Regions from separate parts of the Sander lucioperca genome. Here region 2 is linked to region 1. The links are chromatin contacts, called in public Hi-C maps. All regions are on one chromosome and are shown on one strand. The core of a region is the stretch at or near the end of the contact, and the rest is flanking DNA. Distances in the headings are between cores, read along the strand shown. Region 1 holds the start of creb1b (cyclic AMP-responsive element-binding protein 1b). Region 2 holds the start of gdf3 (protein DVR-1).

What was found. Hi-C and Micro-C count contacts between places; a contact is called where the count stands out from the background.
Region 2: a Hi-C map of liver shows a contact between it and region 1, with 8 times the contacts expected there. The contact joins the promoter of gdf3 here to the promoter of creb1b in region 1. A contact is called at or near these places in 2 of 2 Hi-C or Micro-C datasets (liver and muscle).

What each region holds. Positions count from the first base shown.
Region 1 is chr8:36,942,695-36,947,296 of SLUC_FBN_1.2, reverse strand. It overlaps creb1b (cyclic AMP-responsive element-binding protein 1b), which reads left to right and starts at 2,825. Exons shown (of 8, transcript XM_031279699.2): 1 at 2,825-3,004.
Region 2 is chr8:37,181,070-37,185,671 of SLUC_FBN_1.2, reverse strand. gdf3 (protein DVR-1) reads left to right here and starts at 2,040. Exons shown (of 2, transcript XM_031279512.2): 1 at 2,040-2,427; 2 at 3,268-4,214. The coding sequence starts at 2,139. The coding sequence ends at 4,121. trappc10 (trafficking protein particle complex subunit 10) reads left to right here. Exons shown (of 23, transcript XM_031278749.2): 23 at 1-32.

The DNA.
Region 1 (4,602 bases), core at 1,576-4,075:
TTATTTTTTTTATAACTGGCTGCAAATTCACTGCTGTTCATTACCCAGGCAGGGTCAATTCCCCAAACAATGTGTTTGGTGTCACAATAAAAAGGGTGTTTTTTACGACATGTAGCAGTAAAATGCTATTAAACAGATAAAACACTGGCAACGAGCATCAGGAGGATTATAAGAGGAATTGCCTTGATAAACTCCACATATCTGCCTGATGACACACCAGCAGCTCTGTTCTCTCTGTAGCTGGGGAGGAGGGGAGGCAGACTGAGGAGGGAGCACATGGTCGGAGAGTTTACACAGCTCTACAGCGCCACCATCTGGGGAGGTTGAAAAAACAGGGTGCCTCTCTGTCCTGTATCCTGACAGATTAAATTAGATGTTTTCCATTCTATGACTTGAAAGGAAGAGAAGACAGACATAAAAAAAAACTTGAATTCAAATGGAGACTTTTTGTTCCTCGATTGTAAATGCTACATTTTCAGGACTTCCTGAATCGATTGATTTCTGTGTCACTTCTGTGGCAAGCTTATATGCAGTCAGTTGGTGTTTTTGTTCTGCTATCTAGTTTTCTACAACACAGTAATTTGTCACACCTGAACGTGGGTGACATAGATAGATAGATAGATAGATAGATAGCTAGATAGATAGATAGATAGATAGATAGATAGATAGATAGATAGATAGATAGATGGACTTTATTGATCCCAAACTGGGAAATTTATGTACAGCAGCAAGGTATACGACGCACAGCACCCATACAGAATATACAAGAAATAATAAAGAAATAAAAGAAAAGAACAACTACTCAAAAAATATACTCAGGATGAATAAGAAGAATAGAATAGAACATGAACTACTTCATTGTTATTTTATTTTTAAATACATGGCAATGCTGTTGTAAATGTAATAGCTGTGATTATCAGTTGTGCGTGGAGAATCTTGTACCAAGGGTTGATTAAGTATCCCATCCTGAGGCATATTGGTGCTCAAAATTCTAGCCCAGGATTACAGTATAGGTAGCAAAGAAACCTTGTTCGAGTCCCAGGTTGGAGGTGATAATTTGTTTAAAATAAATCTCATTTTCACAATGATGCATGAGAGAAAATCCTGTTATTTCCTGTGTTTTAGCCAACATTTTTTTCTTCAAAACTTCATGAGTATCTTTGTTTTCTTATGTGAGGTATGCATTTCAATGTACCTGCAGATCCCTGCTGCTGTGTGCATTCAAATCAGAGTTGTATATTGGAGCTCTTTAATATACGGCTCTGATTAAAATGGTCTTATGCTTCCACCTGGTGGTTACAGCTAGAATTACTTTTTTCAGTTCTATTCAAGTGTCCCAGTTAGTCATGACACTGTGACAGTGAGCACTGAGCACAGCATGCACAATACCAAGACCCTGAAACTGAAGCAGCTAAATGAAATTCAGCCATCATTCATTTTATTATTTACACCTGTGACATGTCAAAATGTCTTCTGTGAAGACCTATTTGTTGAAGAAAAATAACTACAAGTATGCATGTGGAGGGGTGTGAATGAATAGTGTTGAGTAGCAGAAGTAAATGTGTAGAGATTCTTTACTTAGTTGTCACGATGATGTATACAAGCCAGATGGTGGTGCAGTGGTTAGCGCTGCCACCTCACAGCTAGAGGGTCCTGGGTTTAAATCCACCGGGAATGTTACTCCTGGCAGTTAACTGGAGACTAACTTGTCCATGTGTGTGAATGTGATCTCAAGAATAGACCCTGTCTCGCCCAGTGTGAGCAAAGACAGGCTCCAGCCTCCCTAAACTATGCTCAGCATTGCAATAAGAGAATCAAGAGAAGGTTCTTCCTTGAAGTGTCTCTACCGACCTGTCACATTCTACTTTAAAGTCCTATTTCTTATAGTGTAGTAGCCCAGAGCAGTTATGTACCAGCCATTCAATACACCAGATATTGTATTGTAGTAAGATTTTATGAATACAACTTTAAACGGTCAGTACACCTAATCACAAAACATAATTCCCCTTTTTGGTATCTTATGCATATAGGTACCATTAGCTTGGAAATACTATTATGTTTGTACTGATGATAACGTAAAAAGATGACATAAACAAATTAAACATCAACTTGTATACCATGGAAACAATGTAATGGTTACCTGGGATGATTAACAGAGTTCACTTTGTCCAGTGGTTGAAGTAGCCAAATATTTTACTTATGTAAAAGTAGCGATACCACAGTTTTAAAATACTGCATTCAAAATCCTACTTGAGTAAAACAAAAGTAGGCTATAAGAATCAAAACATAGGCTTACTAAGCGTACCAAAATCCTTAATCAATAATTACATATCATAATTTATTACTGGATTTATATTTGTATTTCTACTCTAAATCTGCAAGTACCTAGTAGCCTAACTGGAGGTATTAAATACATGTAGTGAAGTAAAAATAAAATGTAGTGAATTAGTAGCCTAACATACAAATAAAAAAAATATACTCAAAATACTCAAATAAATACTCAAGTACAAGCACCTCAAAATTGGTTCGGTGTTGGAGTAAATGCAAGCCTGTTACAGATCCTTCACTGAAATTGCCTGTACTGCCCACCAAAACCAGTTTCATAACCATATTCAACTAAAAATAAAAGAAGAAAATCAGTTTTATGTGATTTAGGTGAACCGAACGACCCTTTAAGTTCTAGTTAATAACAGGCTTTTATGACCACCGTGTTAATCTAATTGTTGTTCTCCTTACATAATTATTAAACTGCTTTTGGCAAACGCTTTACGAAGCAGGAGGGTGTCGTTAGGATCCGCTTCTCCTCGGTATTTCCCGCCCTTCTCCGTTCCCACGTCGGTCATTTTCGCCCACTGTCGCCATCTGCTTTCTCGTTCTTCTCCAATCTCCGTGTTGTTGTTCCCGGTGACGCGGCGGAGGTGTAGCCTGACGCGGGCTCTTACGTGTCGGCCAGAATAAAAGTGGAGCTCCGGAGGCCCGGGAGTGACGAAGGGAGTCTGTATCGGTAAGGACGGAGCGCTGCCCGGGTCTCAGAGAGACCGGTCGCGGCCGAATAAAGTGTTGGTCTGGTCGGGTTCGGCCCGAAGGAAACAAAGAGATCATGGCGCCGCGGTGTGTTTGTAGCAGGATGGAGGGAGGGGAGGCTGCGGCTGTTTGGGAGAAAGGGAGCAAATGTGCGGCTTTGATAAAGAACCAGGAGTGACAGTCTGTGGGTTAACACAACAGAAACTGTGATAGGACTTTAGCGTTGTTAATACACTCAAATGGCAAACTATGCTATAAGAAACAGAGATGTATGCGCAAAGATGTGCGCAGTTTTCCCAGTTAACGGCGCATTGGACACATCAGCCGCGATATGTTAATTTATTTCTGCTATTTGCTCGATTTAATTTAATGTTTGCAATCTCATATATATTATTTCTGAATCTACACCTGCTCAACTTGTCGATAATTATCTTGTTTCTTTTTTCCATTCATTTTGTCTTGATAGAAATCGGCCATGTGCAGGCCGTCGCGTTTGGTTGCATGTTGAAAACATGAACTCAGGCCCGGAGATTCAACAAGCATCTTGTATTTTTAGTTTGAATAGTTTCGGTGTGTGCGTTGAGGGGGCGTTGCCCGGCCATGTGGCACTGCTGTCACACTTGTAAGTGATTTTTGAAAAGCAGAGGGAGAAATGTGTAAAGCCAATCATGCAGCAGAGAGAAGCTACGCACAGTGTGAGATCACTGAACAACACGTTACCAGATCAACACTCACTGAGCCGCCTGCAGTCAGATCTCCCAGGCTCATAAGCTCCTTTATTATAATGATAATGTCTGCAGGTGGATTGGTTCAGAGCAGGAGGATCAACAAGAGTTTAAAGTATCCAGAAGATGAATTACTTTCTTCTGTCTAGTAAGACAGGGTTGAATCACAGGGGTTATTATCAGTGGTGGAAGTAACTAAGTACAGTTACTCAAGTACTGTACTTACTGTAAGTACAAATTTGAGCTACCTGTACTTTATTAATTCAACCGACGCATAGAACATTCATACAAATATTTTAAATAGAATCAAATTAAACAATATTCAGTTACTTTTATATACAGAAACGTGTATACATACAGTGTATACCTAGAGAGACTTTGGTTTACAGTGGGAATGAGGGTAGTGCCAAAAGTAGTGGTATGGTCATGTGCAAAACCAGCATGACAGAAAGTCATACTTTCGACTTCATTTCAGAGGCAAATATTGTCCTTTTGACTTGAGCGAAACTCTGTCACCAACAAGAAATAAATATATAATAAATAAAAATATCAGAACATGGGATTGAAGACCACATCATCGTTATTGTAAGCAGTACATGCTGGGATGCCAGTCTTGTATAAACAGTTCATCCAGACAAACTTGTAACCACTGTAGCACCACACCCCCTTTTGGCCTTCAACGTTTTTCTTTATTCATTCATTTCATTCTCCATTTGGTTTTTCTAATATTTTCCCACAGTGTATTCAATATGAATAGAAACACCTTGAACTAAAATGAAATCCATTCTGACACCACCACAAACTACATCCTCCAGAATGCAGGTGAATCAACACCACTCTGTGTCAAGGTGTC
Region 2 (4,602 bases), core at 791-3,290, 240 kb before region 1:
TCCAACTATATTAAAAAAATCATTGGAACTGACTCGATGTATGGTGTTTATAATGGCATGTTAGCAAGAACATTATAGATAAAGAAGGTCTCCTCACAGAAGAAGTGATTGTTAAACATGTCTAAAACGTGCATTTATCTGCTGCTATATCAGCCTCCATTTTCATGGTTTCAGGCTTTCCACCAGATTTTGGAACCTGGCTGCAGGAATTTGCTTCAGAGCATTAGTGAGGTCCAACACTGATGTTGGCTCTCAGTTTGCAGTCCAGTTCATCCAAAAGCTGTTAAATGGAGTTAAGTTCAGGACTATGTGCAGGCCAGTCAAGTTCTTTCCCACCAAACTCAGAAAACCAATTATTTATGGATATGACTTTGTGCACGGAGGAATTGTCATGTTAAAGAACGACACAAAGTTGGAAGAACACTTGTCGGAAATATTATTGTTTGCTGTAGTATTAAGAATGTGGACAGTGGTTTTAAACTTTTGATCATATAGTGTAACATAAGAAAAAAAAAAAGACGAAACAAACTATTTTATGGATAAGTTATAACAGAAATCAAAACTGAGCACAACGAAGCAGAAGGAGCTCAATTATCTTTGGAAGTTCAGCGACAAATGAAAAATCAAACTTTAAGTCCAAGTGTTAATTTAGAAAAATGTTCAACTTCAATTTTTTTTTAGCTGTGATTATTGTGTGGTTTAAGTAGGAATTGGGCACCAACTTCTTTTTGTGGAGGGACAACAGACAACACTGACTTGCAAAGACTGAGCTGGATACTAAAATGTGATGCTGCCAACATGGGAGTCAGGACTAAATCTGTGGGGTTGCAAGATCAAGGATGAGAAAGAAACAAGTGAATTTGTTTTTTGTTTTTTTTTTGTGTGTGTGTGTGTGTGTGTGAAATACTGGCTGTTTTTGTGTGAAATACTGGATGCTTTTACCGCCTTGGGCATTTAAAAATATAAACTACACTGTCTGAAAGGGAATGTATTGGTGCTGTCAGTTTGTAGAATTACAGAGAGGAAATACCTGTAATGGACACGAGATGGCGTAAGAAACTCAAAGTGCTGGCAGAACTGTTCAGTAATGCCTCTAACACACTGCAGACCTCACAGCTTTGGGTTGAAATATTGCTGAATAAACTCTAGCATTAGTTTAACATGGTGATCTTTTTTCTGTTGGGTTTGGTGTGTGTATTTCTAGCTACAATCTCTCTCTAGTTGTGGATAGACACCGGGTAGACATGCTAATTAGTAGTGTGCAATGTGTCATTTTTTATACTACTACTATACACCAAAGTCTTTTTTCTTCCTATCTATGTATTCATATTCTACACAAAGTGGTTTTAATGTTTAGCCTAATCAGCGTTCGTGAGGGGTTAGAGGGGTGAAACAAACAGTGACTTTAAGTTGAAAACAAACGATTTTTGATGTAAACATGCAGGAGAGAAAGATTTCAGGCACAGTCTGCCAGTGCATGTTGTTGCTATGTTTTGATCATGTTAAGTCAAGTTAGCTGTGTCGGTTGAAATCGTTCAAATTGCTACAAAATTTGGGGCAGACATTTGTGGTCTCCAGATGATAATCCAAATCATGTTGGTATCTCCTGACCTTTTATGTAGTGCCAGTAACATCCCAATGTTAACAATGGTTTCACTGGGGGACTACATTGTTAGACAGAAGTTAAACAGTTTACAGAGAAGTCTTAAGATTATCTTGGGTAACCATCACCATATCTGTATTTATGCTGCTTTTGTCTTTTTTAAATAGGCCTAATATTTGTTGTTTTGAATGAAATTGAAGTAATGTCCATCTCAGTAATACTAGTTGGCCTATCTTAATTTGATATAGCCTACTTTGGGTAAATTGACCCTTTAATCAACTCACCAGCTTTCTATTTTAACTTCTTCGTCTATAACTCAAACTCTTGGGCTTGGTGAATCTCACACTTATATGGTAAAAGTCTCTAAGTCTCTTCCCGGCCCGCTCACCTTATCTCTGCCTGTCTGCCCGCTTCTCATTACCATAATTATGCAGCTGCACACCGGGAGGTTTCACAGGGTAAAACAAACGCCCCGCTGTCTCTGGGAACAACGTTACAGGTGAGGTACCAACAGACCTGAGTAATACAATCAAACATGAGGCCAAACGTGACTCCTCTGCTGCTGCTAGCGGCGTGTTTCCTCGGTGTGTGTGCTCTTTCACATGTGGAGGAGATGAGGAGCCAGGAGCGGCTCTTCCTCAGCTCCCTGGGGCTCTCCGAGCGGCCTCGGCCCGCGGGGAGCCACCAGCCCCGGCGCCACGTCCCCTCCCCGCTCTGGAGAATGTTCCGGAGGTCAGAGAACATCCAGGCCCGGGAGAGCGACCCCTGCACGGTGTCTGAGTACGGAGTCCGCGGCAACATCATCCGATACGTGCAAGACCAAGGTAGGTCATCATATTTAGTGTGTAGGCTAATGTTGACTGGTTGTAAAGGCCAAATGTGCTCAAGTTGTCATGTGAAGTGTAGTTGCTTCCGCATGACCACAACTTAGGCCTAGATGGAGACCGATCAAATGTAAATTCTGCCTTTAAACTTCTAATTAATTAAAGGCAGAACTCTAGATATTTTTAGTAATTATGCTTCTGAAATACATTTCAGCATTTTTTAAAATCTGCTCACAATGTTGAAGAAAATAAAAATGCGTTTAAAGAAAATAGTAAATTAGTAGGCCTACTTGTGGAGTTTTGGATAGACTTTATAATTCTTATGTACTAATATTCCTTTGCATTGCACAAATATGGCATTTTTATCAGTATCACTGTGTAACTGGCCTCATAGTGGCGTATTCCATGTGTTGTGGTTGTGCAAAGTTTTGCACATCTGTGTTTATAAAAAAAAAGCAGGTTCTGCCAAGATTTGCACTCCGGTATATGAGAGAGAGAGAGAGAGAGAGAGAGAGAGAGAATACACACTATTTATTGATCAAAGTGTTATCAGAAACATGGCAGAGCAATTTTTTTGTCAACATTTCTATAAAAATAGACAACAAAAGGCTTATTATTTTAAGGTGTTTGCACTAAATCCTACTGCAAATGTGCTTTATTTGTGCTGCTAAACATGCAGAGTGAGTACAACCACAGTGTGTGTTTGAGTGAGAAGTAATCGGTCATGACAAATGATTATTATTCTTATTTAGGTTATCATGCATCCCATCGCCACATAAATATAAAACCTAAATAAACCCTTGCTGTTAAAATGCTCCTCTCCCCGCTGATGTTTTGCAGGCAGGCTGATGTCAGGCTGGAGCAGCAGCTGTCAGGCCTGTCTGGAGAAGCAGCTTTTCTTCAACATGTCCGTCCTGCAGCCTGTGGAGCTGCTGTCTCTGGCTCAGCTGGAGATCAAGTTCCACTGGAAGCCCTTCAGATCGGCAGATCTCCTGCAGGGGCCCCGGGCCCTCGGCGTGTCTCTGTATAAAGTGCTTAGAGCCACGCTGAGGGGAGCCAATCCCCAGGCCAACCGCAGACTCCTGCTGTCACAGTCAGTCCAGCTGCAGCCTGAGCCCGCCTCCATCACCATGGACCTCACCTCGCTGGCAGAGAGCTGGCGCACACCGGGACGCAACTACGGTTTGGTTTTAGAGCTGCTTCCTCTCAGCACAGATTCAAAGGAGCTTCTTCCATTTCACCCCGGGAACTCCCTCCCTTCGGAACCAGCCTTCACCCTGCCGCTGATCCAGGCTTCGCTGGTGGCCGTGTCCCTTAATCCCCACCAGTGTAGCTCCAGACAGCGAAGAAGCGCCGTCCACCTCCCAGTGACACCCAGCAATGTGTGCAAGGCCCGCCGCCTCTACATCGACTTTAAAGACGTGGGCTGGCAGGACTGGATCATCGCTCCACAGGGTTACATGGCCAACTACTGCCACGGCGAGTGCCCGTTCCCGCTTAGTGAGAGTCTGAACGGCACCAACCACGCCATCCTGCAGACCCTGGTGCACTCCCTGGACCCGCACGGCACGCCACAGCCCTGCTGCGTCCCCATCCGCCTCTCCCCAATCTCCATGCTCTACTACGACAACAACGACAACGTGGTGCTCCGACATTACCAGGATATGGTGGTGGATGAGTGTGGGTGTCGATGATGTCGGTGGACATTTCTCACTATCAAATATCCACCAGTTATTTTTTTTAAGCTTTTCTTAGTCCAAAGTTAGGAGTCTCAATTTCTTAATGTGACTTAAAGAAACACTATGTAACTTTTCCCATTTTGGTCCCAAAGTAGTTCCAATGAGACAACCTGTAGGGGGACCGAAGAGGGAAAAGTTACATAGTGTTGCTTTAATGCTGTTTGTTTGTTTGTCAGACGAGGTCTTCAGTGTACAATGTTCTTTGCAGTCAATGATATAGAATTTTAACATTTGTATTCTCACGAAATGTAGACATATTTTTTTAATATGAAGGCTGGTGTTAATAAAAATTGCAATAAAGCCACACTGGAGGACTGAATTTGAAAGACAAGTTTTCTTAAGTCTCTAATTTTGGTGGAGCTTTCTTTACTAATCCACACTTAAAGGTCCAATGTGTAGGAATTTCTCCCATCTAGCGTTGAGATCATATATCGCA